2 separate regions of the Xenopus tropicalis genome follow, and region 1 is linked to region 2. A link is a contact called in public Hi-C data. All regions are on one chromosome and are shown on one strand. Each heading gives the region's core, a stretch centred on a gene start, on an enhancer-like site or on the middle of the called end of the contact. The rest is flanking DNA. Distances are from core to core; before and after follow the strand shown.

Region 1 (6,363 bases), core at 2,253-4,752, 61 kb before region 2:
TTAAACTGATTGTAGCAGAATTTCAAGTGAAATGGTATTGAAAGTAAAACCGCATTTTTATTAAATTAGCTCAATTTAAAGCTAAGATTAGAGACCTAATCTCTGTATTTATCACCATTTTTATGCCCCCCATAGTGAATGTGTTCAGAAAATTCAGCATATGAGTCCAAAAGGTAAATGGTTCCCTATTAAAAACTAAATTCTTTATCCTCATACAAAAAAAAATCTGTTCTAACTCAAGAAAAGGCTCTTCAAGGGATGGGCAACAGACTGTCCCATCATCATTTTAATAACAAAATGGCCTCTGATTGGTGGTACATTGGCCACAAAGCTATCTATGTTAATAATAAAGTTGGGTGGAGCTTCAGAGGACATCGGAAGGTTTGCTTTGGGTTCCATTGGCCATCAGTCATTGAGAACTAGAGAGAACTTAGCGGTGTTCTCCCTCACTTTATATACTGGTATTCTCGGACATGCACCCCATGCATTGCCATTTTCTACTAAACAGAGGTTTCCCAGATGACTCTGCATTAGTCACTGCCTGGTGTATCATCTTGACCAGGCATATTTAGGAAGCCATTCATATACACTTATTTGATTGTTGACCACTTTTCTAGTAACCCTGGAAAATTATTACACACAAATAAAAAGTAAACACAAAGGGCTTAAAAAGCCTTGTCACTTATTGATCCTTTACAGATGCCAAAATCCCCCCCCCTCCCCTCCCCCTGAAGGAGCTGACCAGCCCCCTCCTCAACTGACTTCCTGGACAGTCACCCATGTGCTGAAAGACTGGATTTTGCTGCTCTGCTGCTGAATTTGGCAGTGAGATAGCCCCTCCCCGCCAGAAGGAATGATTAGGTCAACTACTTAAATATAAAGATTAAAAACGGCAAGGTTGGGTTAAATCCTGCTAAATTGTATTCAAAGCTCCCAGTTTAACACGAGAAGCTTTTCTTTAGAATTAGTGTTTAGCAACTGACACAGCTATAATTGGTGGAAAAAGCCAAAGCCAAGCAATATTACCTGATAGACTGAAAGTTCTAGGGACAAATGTGTCCTTTTTTTTTAAAAAAAATATCAACTATATGAGGGTAAAGGCAATGAAACGCTATTCCTGTACAGCTAGAATCAGACATAGTGCTAAAAATTAACTATGCTAGTCACAGAAGCTGACAATCAATGGTGTTTAGGGCATAAACAAACCTGTTACCCTCCATTAACTCTACACTAGCTGTTATACATTCACTTCCCAGACCCACAGTGGTGTGCAGCTTTGACACCAGGCAGACCCTTCATTTTGTACATGAGACACTAAAACCATGGTAGGAATGTCTAAAGATTTATCCATCAGAGCAAGTCCTTTTACAGACCGACTGATATTGTTGAAAGAAATGCTACATACACTACCCCTTGTGGTGCTACAGTACAGACTGACTAGCAGTGAAAAAGTCCCAACCATTATTTCCTGTTTATGCCTAAACTACAGGAATTGGAATTTCCCAGCAAGAGATACCCTCCATGGGAGAAGGATGAAAAATGTGCATGCATCTGTATGGCCATCTAAGGTGATAATTCCCATAAGACTAATTAAATACTAGGATTTTCATGGAGGCACCCAAAGCTTCCATCTGTTAAATGACCTTCAGATTATGCAAAAACATGGATGATTACAAAACCCTTAAAGGCCTGGCCATGTTGTTGGAAGGGTTGGGTTGGGGGGGGGGGGGATGTTAATGGTGGATTTTGAGTAGAAACTTTTTTCTCTGAAGCCTGGTTGAGTCCTGTGCCACCCATTTGCAGCCTTGGGAATGCCGTTTAGGCCCTGTGCTTCATGAAAGTAGAATTTGATTTTAAGAGGTTGGACCTATACAGTACCAAAGTTATTAATCATAGGTATTCCGTTTGCCTTGTGTGTAAATATCATGGCCATACAAGTCTGTTGTATTTTATACTGTCCTTGGGCAGCTCATTGACACTTGTCAGTCATCACTCATCTCATTCTCTGGCAGCCAATGTAGAACCAGTGGCCCACTGGATTAAGATACAAATCTCAATCTTCATCTGAGCAACATTACAGGTGTTACAGTTCGCCTCTTATAAACCAGTAGAATGCCTCATATTTTACCATATTAATCAGTAAATGCATCATTAATATAATGGCTATATTTGGAGTATGGTGGTGTTGGTGGGACATGGTTATCTTTGGCATTTGGGGATTATTATATCTACTGGAAATATATTATTATATAGAAATCAAACTTACTTTTGGAATTGCTTTGGGAGGGCTCTACTGGTTAGTACAGATATAGTATAATAATTATGAGAGGAAAGCAGTAAAGAAAGAGACATATTTGCTCCAAAGACTCAGTGTTAGGCCCACTGACACTAGACATTTAAACGCCTGCTGCTGTTATCTTTACCACTTGCACATTAATTATTAATATCTGATGAATAATGGGACAGGACACCTTGCACGTCCAGCAATGGGACAGTGGCGGTACATACAATAAGTGCAGGGTATTTCAATGGCTTTGGAAACAAACCAGTTCTTTGCATGGAAGCGCATAGCTTGCTAATAAGTAATGTGTAAATTGTGTTACACTTGCAACTGAAATTTGTGTTGACTTGTTATGTGTAAACAGAGCAAGGCAGGACTTGTATGTTGGATTTGTAATAGTTACACCAGCGTGGAAAGACTTGTCAGATGTAACTAAGGAGTCTCCTTAGCTATCTGCCCCATTACTTGTTCTATTACAAAAACAACCTTTTAATTTTGGGGACTGAATGTACACGTATATTTAGCCATTTTGTTTTTAAATTTGGAGGTTGTCAAACCTATTGCAGCCAAAACTGTTTCTAACTGAATTACCAATAAATGATGGCTTGTATCTAATTATATATATATATATAAAAACAAAATAATATCATTTTACAGTAAAAGCAAACAGATTGGGTAGCCTTTACAATTCTACAAAACAGAATGTATATAAAATACCCATATACCCGTATAAATGCAGACAAATGATTTAACGCTAAAGCAATATTATATGATCAGCAATTGATCCAGTTGCAAAAAAATAAGCCATGTAAATAGTTGTAATTAATGTATTTCAGGCCAAACCTGATATCATAATAGCTAATATTTTTGGGAGGGGGTTTATAATGACCAAATGAAATATAAAGGTTGGTATACAAGTATATGTTAGCACATGTACATAGTCTTTATAGTTGAAATGATGCACAGGGTATACTTGTGGGTATGTAGAAATTCTAATCCTGCTGATTTCTAGGTACAGTATCCAAGAAGCCCAAAGCAACCCCATCCAGTATTAGAGATGTGCAATGGTTGTATTGCCCCAGTGCAGATTAGAGTGGGTACTGTACCTTCCCATGTGTCCATCTCATGCCAGTGCGTGTGTGCTGGGGTGCAGCCATGGAGCTGGGCATGTTACCATGAACCCAGCAGCATCATGGGGACTCTCCTGTTGCTGTAATTGCCAGATCGGCTCTGAGGGCTGGGAGGGACAGAGACCCTCTCAGGTCAGTTTACGAGCTGGTCATGTGACTACAGTTCAAGCCCTAAGGTCAGCCCTGGTTTGGGAGGGGGGCGGTTTATTGCCCTCTGGTTATCAAAGTGGAACTGATCACCCTCATTCTCCCTGGATTACTGCAGTTCATGTTCAGGACCCTAAATAACCTTCCATGTAAAAATAAATACAAAATACACTTATGCCCTGATCGGTATGTAATCATTTGGTGCAATCTCTGGCTCTTGCTGTGCTCTTATCTCTGGGCACACTTTGGTATTCTCTGTGCTTTGTATTCATTAATATGTGACCCTGTGATTATTTCCCATAACCTATATATAATTCTCCATATATTCAGCTATGGATAGGGCCATATACATTAGTATATACAATAGATTCTCTGCATGCAGACACCTATTTGTTTACATTATTAAAAATGTAAGAGATTTTCTTACCAGTATCTCCCATTGCACATCCTAGCATTGTATTTCCCAGCGACCTCTGTCTTCCTGAGCATTCTGGGAGTTGCTACATGCTGCTATACCGTAATAGGACACCACAATAAGTTGATAATCAATGAAAATGCCAAGATATTGGCATTTATACATACAGAGCCTTAATATCATCTATTAGGGCTATTCCCGTGCATGCAATCCAGGAAGTGCCAACCTTAGGAGGGCTCTTGCTGCTCCCATTAGTATAATCAGTAGACATCATGCTGACCAGATAGGCAGCTTGGATACTTATGCTGATGAGCTGAGAGATAAGGAGCTTTGGGCATTTACATGGAAAGAGCTCTGCTGGGGGGCTGAGGAATGTACTAAGATCAAGAGCATTCTAAAGCCAAAGTGGTTCTAAAGCCAAAGCGGTTAAGTCCACCAAATTGTACATACTGTAGAATAATGTATATATACATTATGTAAAAAGTCAGAAATAAATACTGTACTTCTCTTCCCCATTGCAAGCACCACCAGGTATGGGTATTGCTTTGCCTACCTTGGAAAAGCCTATGGGGCCCCTACTACCATGTGATGGGCCCCAAGCCAGATACTGCTACATACAAAATCAGCAGTATCTATGTGCCTCTGGGTCTACAATGTGCAGTACAGAGTCCTGGCTGTCCCCCCCAGCACATGCATTTATGTATACACTCCTATACTGTTGTAGGGTTGCCTTTAACCCTTGCACCACTTTTTCTTCCTATATTTTTATTAACATTGGCATTAAGCAGCATTTTTACTGGCCAGTGGCAACCATATCTGGGAGTTCCCTGCCCTGTTCATGTTTCCCTGCCCCACATGCATTTATTTATTTTATTGTTTCTAATTCTGTCGCAAAATAAGGAATATTCAATTACAAATGTCACAGAAATCCTTTCAATGGTCTTTAATAGCCAGTTAGCCTCTTCCCTGGTAGCCAGGCCTGCTGTCCATTGTGACTGATTAGGGGGTGGGGCAGTGGCTCTAAAGGGGTTAATTCAAATACCCCTTCAGGCGACTGAGCTATGCAAATGGGACCCTTTAATGTAATGTCCTATTGTGCTGAAACAAGATGGACAGGAATTTGCGTATCTATAACAAATAGCAATTATGCAAATCGACCAATTGTTGTGTGTTTGTGTTTTGTGGCTTCAGCATGGAATCTGCTGCGGCTAGTGAGGCTGTGAGGTGGCCTTGAGATGGTACAGAAATAAAAAAAAACTTAACACCCTACAGAGGTTCCACATGAACTTCATAGGCAATTGGGGGCTGGCTGAATTCTTTCTTCAGTAGCAAATGTAACTCGCCAGTAGGAGCTGTGATATATGATAGTAAGACAAGATATTTCTGAACATATACAGACATATATATATGTGAAACTGCTGGTATTTTATTAGGCTACGGCTACTCCAATCTGATTCTCAGCCTGTGAATAAATGCAGGACGAGTATCAGCCCGTACGCTAACTCTCGGCCTGCGGATCTGCCAACCCCTGTACCTGCACCACTGGGTCTGCCTGGGTGCAGCCACACGGAGCAGATTTTCTTGCTGAAATACTCGCATGTTTTGTTGACAAAATCCGCCCTGTGAGTCTGCACCCAGGGCGACCCAGTGGCTCCAGATGCAGGTACAGGGGTAGGCTGATAGGGGTTGTAGAGACTTCTATTTATCTGCAGGTCGAGAATTAGCCTGGTGTGGTATTAGCCTTATTTTGCCAAATAAAGCACCACTATAATCTGCAGCGCTGTACAAATGGAGAAAATCTGAATACTGAAGACATATAAGTGGCATTCAGATACAGACTCATATAGAAGGTAGGTCCAAAGCACACTTGAGGGCCTATTTATCATGCTCTGTAAAATGATTTCCCTATATAGTGTAACTATTTCCCTAAATAGTGTAAAAAGCAGATAAAAATAAACTTATTGGCTTAGAGACACTAACGGAACAAGGACCATCCCATCCTCTCTGCATAATAATGCACTGACAGAGAACCTGATGGTGAATATAAGCATAGAAATGCAAAAATATGCTGTTTTGTGCGAGACTGGAGTTTACACTAGCTATAAGGTATGTATTTGATATTACAACACCTGATTGCTGTATTCAACGCCAATATTTTACACCAACTCAGACCTTGCGTATTACATTCAGTCAAGAGGGAAATAGCCACATGGCAAATAAGTTACATTGAACGTTGCTATGTAAAACACTGCTTACAAATTGGCGATGGATAAACACTTTTTTTACACAACATTTTCAAGTGGCTGCTGCCTTTTGCATTGGTTTTGTACATGATAGCCTAAAATCAATACACAACTTTATAAATACGCTGAATTTACACAGTGATTTAT
Region 2 (5,815 bases), core at 3,220-5,719:
CAGTAGGAGTCGCCGGTGAAAAGGCCTACGCATCGCTTTGGTCTGGCAAATCTTCCTCTTTCAGGCAACTTTGTGCGACTTCAGAAACCCGAAGAAATGTGTAGGCCTTTTCCCCGGCGACCCTATTGTTTTGGAGCAGTTAGTTGTCCGCGGTAGCACGGATCTATCTTGGGCGACTATCTCGCTCTGTGGGACATATTAAGACAACCATAGTTCCCAAAATATCTAGGAATGCAAATACTCCTCCTTCTCCTCAAATCCTACCCGAAGCTCCATTTGGGAGCGCAAATATTCCCCAAATCTCACCCTATCTCACCCTTTATGCTACCCCACCCATCCAGGCACAGTTCTGACCCCCTTAGAAGGTGCAACCTCACAGTTTAGGAACCCTTAGCTAGAGAAGGGAAACAAGCAACCGATCTGTTGTTGTAATATAATTGAACAGGACAAATATTTACTCATGTACTGCAATTAAATGAACGCTTAGTGAGTTATTATGACTTGAGCTTGAGTGAGAAATATATGCATGGGACCTGTGTGTTTAGAAATCCATTATCCAGAAAGCTCCAAATTAAAGGAAGGCCATCTCCCATAGACTCTATTTTAATCAAATAACTTGAATTGGAAAGATTATTTCCTTCTCTGTAATAATAATAAAACAGTACTTTTGTACTTGACTAGCTAAGCTGTGTGAATCCATATTGGAGGCAAAACAAGCCTTTTGGGTTTAATTTCATGTTTAAATGATTTTTTAGTAGCCTTAAAGTATGAAGATCTAAATTATGGTAAGATCCCTTATCCGGAAAGTCCTATGTCCCGAGCATTCTGGATAACAGGTCCCTTTCTTTTTATATATATATATATATATATATATATATATATATATATATATATATATATATATAAAATATGGTCCTGTCTAGGTAAAATAAACAGATTTATCTTCTGCTAAGGCCTATAAATACATAAATCTAGGGGAAAAAATTTTTGTACGCAAAAAGCTGTGGCCTTTAACAGCACACAGGGTCCCCACATCATGAATTTAATCACGCTCCAGAATTCCCATATATGCCTACGCACAAATGGAGTCTCTATCGGCACTGTCCATCTGTGCTTAGCGAAGATGAGAACATGGCTTTAGAAATTTTTAAAATTCTCTGTTCAGTGAATATTGAGGTCAATTAGGAACGCTGCTTGCGTTCTGTACCCTGAGCAGATTAGACAACCCTCCTCCCTTCCTTCCCCCCAGCACCGCCAATCTCTGCTGTACTGACCCACATTCCGCTAAAAATCTGCCTCCTCTTTGCTCTACCACTGCAACATGAATTCTCGCTACCACCATTTTTTTTCTTCTTTTACAAATTTTGAGCGGTTCATTTCAAGCTTTTTTCTCTTGTAATGGCGGCTGTATGGATTTTTTTTTACTCTAGTCCATATATGTGACTAGTCTTTTTCATAGTGTATATTTAATTATGTCAAATGCATGGTTTGTTTTCAAACTGTGCTACAATCTATGCTCCAGCATATTGCACGATCAGTAATAGCTGCTTGGCTTTGATAAAGAACGTTTATGCTACTGTTCCAAGACACTGCTATAACAGGTCTTAAATTCAAACATCATCCCTTTTAAATATTTCTATTTTTTTAATGGTTGTCTAAATAGGGTGGGGCAGTCAGATATTTCTTATTTAGAGTTGTTTTTATTGTCTCACTAAACTGTCCCATTTCTGTTATTCTACTAATTAAGCTTGCAATGGTTCAGAATTATGATATATAAATAATGGGTTTCAGAGGATCAAGGCTCTTTTATAAAGGTATAAGTGCTGCATTGAGAGAAAAAGTAAGTAGACTACCAAATGATGGTACCTGTTGTAGCAAAAGGTATGGAATCCCTTATCTGGAAACCAGTTATCCAGAAAGCTCATAATTAAGAAAATACCAAATATCATAGAGTCCATTTTAAGAAAATAATTCAGATTTTTAAAAAAAAAGATTTTTCTATATATAAATTTTAGCTGATGTAAGGTGTAGCAATCCATACCATGGAAAAACTCTTTATCTGAAAAATCCCAGGTCCCAAGAATTCCACATAATAGATCCTATATCTGTACTACCAAGATACCAGATGCTTATGATGATAAAGTGTATCTGAAGTAGTTTGTAAATGCTACCAAATACTTGTTTTGTAGCTACAGTTTCCCTGTAAAGGAAATGGCTACCCAAAAAACTCTCCTTGCCTAGTAAAGATAAGCATTAAACATAAATTGAAATATTTGAATGGTTTTAAAGTTATTGATAAATGTAATTGCTATTAAGAGCAGTATCTGTCCAGATGGTTCTGAATCCTGAAACAAGATAGGAGAAGCCAACGGATTAACTGGCCTGGAGGAGAACTGGTTTTCCGCTACATTGTTTCAAAAGTCAGAAGCAGAAGGGAGTGCATAGAACAGGAAAGTATAAGCAAATAATGGTCTTAGTTGCAATTACATTTACAAATAACTTTAAAACCAATTAATATATTTTAATAATATATATTGGATATTTGCTTAGAATTACATTTTATTTTATTATGGCTAAACAAATATTTCCTTAGTCATTTCGGTTTTGGAGTGGTTCCATGCATCCACTACTCTTACTGATCCGTATGAAAAGAGGACAGAAATATACAGTGACAGAATGACTCTTTTTAAACCTTCTGTCTATAAAATTAAATTCAACAGACAAAGCAAGAGAGTTGCCCCAGAGCTTAAATTCCAAAGCTTTCACAATTTAACTCCCCCCATCTCAAACGTTCACCCAGGAGGAAATCAAACTTCCTGCCATCTGCGTGCCTTAACCCTATGATCTCCGAAGGCTTTAAGACACATATGGTAGCTTTGCAGGTCTCCACTCTCGGCCTCATTCAGATGCCAAGGGAGCTGGGCTCTGTGCAGCATGCTTGGAATTTTTTAGCAGCTGTCCTAACCCTTATTTAAACATGGCTGCAATGCCTTTAAACATGTCTCACGTTGGAATGCTTTGGATTTCTGTGTTAAAAAGCCAACAATAACACAAGCAAGGGGACCATTTAATTTCATTATGACAATACACTTAGATATGAGGCAGCACATTTTCTCCTTTTGAACAGGAAATAATTAAGTAGAGCAGGGTTCCCTATTGAGCTGAGCTGCAGACTGTAAGGTGCTGCCACCCCATACTCTCAAAATAATGAAGAAATTATAAATGCGCATAGTCTCCAAAAAAAGTGGATCTTTGGCCAGTTTAGCCACACACAGGGCTGGGAAGTTTTAATTATTTGACCAATGACCATAACATAGGAGGCCCTGAATTCTGCACCCACAGACAGTCATGTTACTTGGACATTCAGATAACCACTTTTCCCCAGCAATTTCCATTTAACTGTGAATTTATTTTAAAAGAGAAATCGAATTACTGTAACACTGTCAATTGCCAACAAAATCTATACAACAGACATTGCAACTGCTGGGGGGCAGCAAAAGAAGTTCCAGTTTATCATTATGTTTATTTTTTAAAGTTTTTTTCCAAAGTTTAGGATGGACCCTAAAATAATGTTGCTTTTAGCTACACCACTTTATCCTACCTGTCATGCATAGATAGACAGATTTTATTGCAATGATTTATTTCACAACCAAGGCACCTAATTAGAAACTAAGCAGGTGATGAACAAGCATGCAATGCTGTCCTGATTTTTTCCCACTAAACAAGCAACCTATATTTAAATCAAATATATGGTAAAAAGTGTTTTATATAAGATTTATCATGCCATTGTTTCCCTGGGTACTCGAGGAAACTTTGGCCAACTTGCCCATATGTTTTACCACCAGCAATTCACTTTATTGCCAGTTGGAAAGCATTCACAGATAAGTTACCCACAGTAGCAAAGATTTATTGAAGGTGACTGATCTTCTAGTGTGCCAGCACCCTTACAAAGTATATATCAGCACAGCTTACAAAAAGGCATATATACTTGCCATGTTTCCTCTAAAATTATAAGTGAAGATGCCATATGGATTGCCCCAAGCTAACTAATTCTACGGAGATATAAGTTTAAGATTTTTCTTCTGTTTGTGGAAACTGTCCAGACAAAATGACTGCAGCCCCCATTATAAATGTGAATATTCAGGAAGATATGTTCTAAAAATTGGGAATAAAGGGTATTTCTAAATAGATGTGTTTTCCCTTTAAGGAAAAGGCAAACTAATATACTGCGCTCTGCATCTGTAGATGGAGGGCTGGAAGATATTTGGCACCACAGCCAACGTTTATTGTGGCAGAAAAGCAGTGATTGGAATTGACAGCTGGCTGGGATCTACAGTAGAGAAGCCCTGAGCTCTCTAGAGGGGGAGGTCAGGGCAGGAAGGAAAAAGCTATGCTAAGAGGAATAGGCAGCTTGCTAGCCATGCTCCTCTACACCACAGAGCTGATGAAAGCGATGGACCTCATCTGGTTGGAGGCTGTGCCATTAGGTGGGTCCCATGGGGAGGGGTGAGAATAGACCAAAGGAAAGGGCGCAGAGATGAGAGGGACAAAGAGAGAAGTGATGGGATAAGGGAATGCATCGCCATAGCAAGAGCGTTGGCAGTTGCAGCCACTGGGGGTAAGTAACATGTAGGGAAATGCTTTGGGCAAACACTGCTGAGAGTCAACAAAAAGAAGCGATTGTCTAGCTTGTCTAGTGCCGTGTATAGCGCTCTAAATTCTTACAAGAGCTGCGTATGTCTGGCTGCAGAAACCATTTATATAGGCGTCTAATTACAGCCCATTCCTAATTCTCTCTCTGCACGAGTCTAGGCTTTTGAACTAAACTTTAACTGAGAGTAATATGAGGGGAGGATTTGTTCCCCCCTTGCCTTGCCGCCTGCCTGCATTTGCTCAGCAACCATAAAATGAGGTCAGCACTTGCATGTATTTGGGGCCTGTTAAACTCCAGCGTTGCCTTAAGAATCCCTGGTCACCTCAGACGACACTGGCCCTGTGCCACTTCATACAGTGCTTTTATGAGTTTTCCATCGCTACGCTGTTTCCCTGTTGGCTTGCCTGAAACAGGCTTGTTCGTTTACATTAAGGGCAGTCACATTTAATTAGCTAGATTGTCCGTTTAAAAAAATAAGTAAATTAAAAAAAAAATAAGTGTTCTTTGTACTTTCCCAATCTGTAATCATTAAAGAATTAGGATAAAGTAACTTTGCCAGTTGATAGAACATATCCTTGAGGCTCTGACTTGCAAATGCATGGTGAATGGGTTAACACTTTTCTGGATAAATATAGAACTTTCCACTTTCATTCTACTGGTGTTACCCGCCAGAGCTAGCTGCTCAGACGTTCGCAGCAGGGTTCCCTGAATTACCGGCGCTGCAGAAGACCAGATACTAACATTTACTTGGATTAAATTGCCTAATGCTAATGGATACAGAGTATGTCGCTCACAACAGCGCACAATACTTAACAAATTAACAGTGCTGCCTTTGTGATCAACAGTTACACATCCAGCATGGGGTATGTTATCCAGAAACCCGTTATCCAGTAAGCTCTGAATAATGGGAAGGCCAGCTCCCATAGACTCCATTTAAACCAAACAATTCAAATTTCCTTATTCTTTTTAATAATAAAACAGTACCTTGTACTTGATCCCAACTAAGATATACTAAATCCTTGTTAGAGGAAAAACAATCCTATTGGATTTATTTAATGTTTAAATTATTTTTTTAGTAGACTTAAGTTCTGGAGATGCAAAATTCGGGAAAACCCCAGATCTTGAGCATTCTGGATAACAGGTGCCATTCCTGTATAAATA

What was found. Hi-C and Micro-C count contacts between places; a contact is called where the count stands out from the background.
Region 1: a contact with region 2 is called in a Hi-C map of neurula embryo, with 1.9 times the contacts expected there. The contact joins the promoter of nr6a1 here to the enhancer-like site in region 2. A contact is called at or near these places in 4 of 5 Hi-C or Micro-C datasets (brain, gastrula embryo, neurula embryo and 1 more).

What each region holds. Positions count from the first base shown.
Region 1 is chr8:28,702,664-28,709,026 of UCB_Xtro_10.0, reverse strand. It overlaps nr6a1 (nuclear receptor subfamily 6 group A member 1), which reads right to left and starts at 3,502. Exons shown (of 9, transcript NM_001008004.1): 1 at 3,388-3,502. The coding sequence starts at 3,403.
Region 2 is chr8:28,643,500-28,649,314 of UCB_Xtro_10.0, reverse strand. It overlaps a transcript of nr6a1 not described here. Among named protein-coding and RNA genes, the nearest start is that of mir181a-2, 6.4 kb to the right of the region's middle. Within about 2 kb of position 4,469, at least 3 of the 11 cell types and tissues checked have an H3K27ac peak or open chromatin away from gene starts, as enhancers often do. A contact at or near this core is called in neurula embryo, where this site is marked.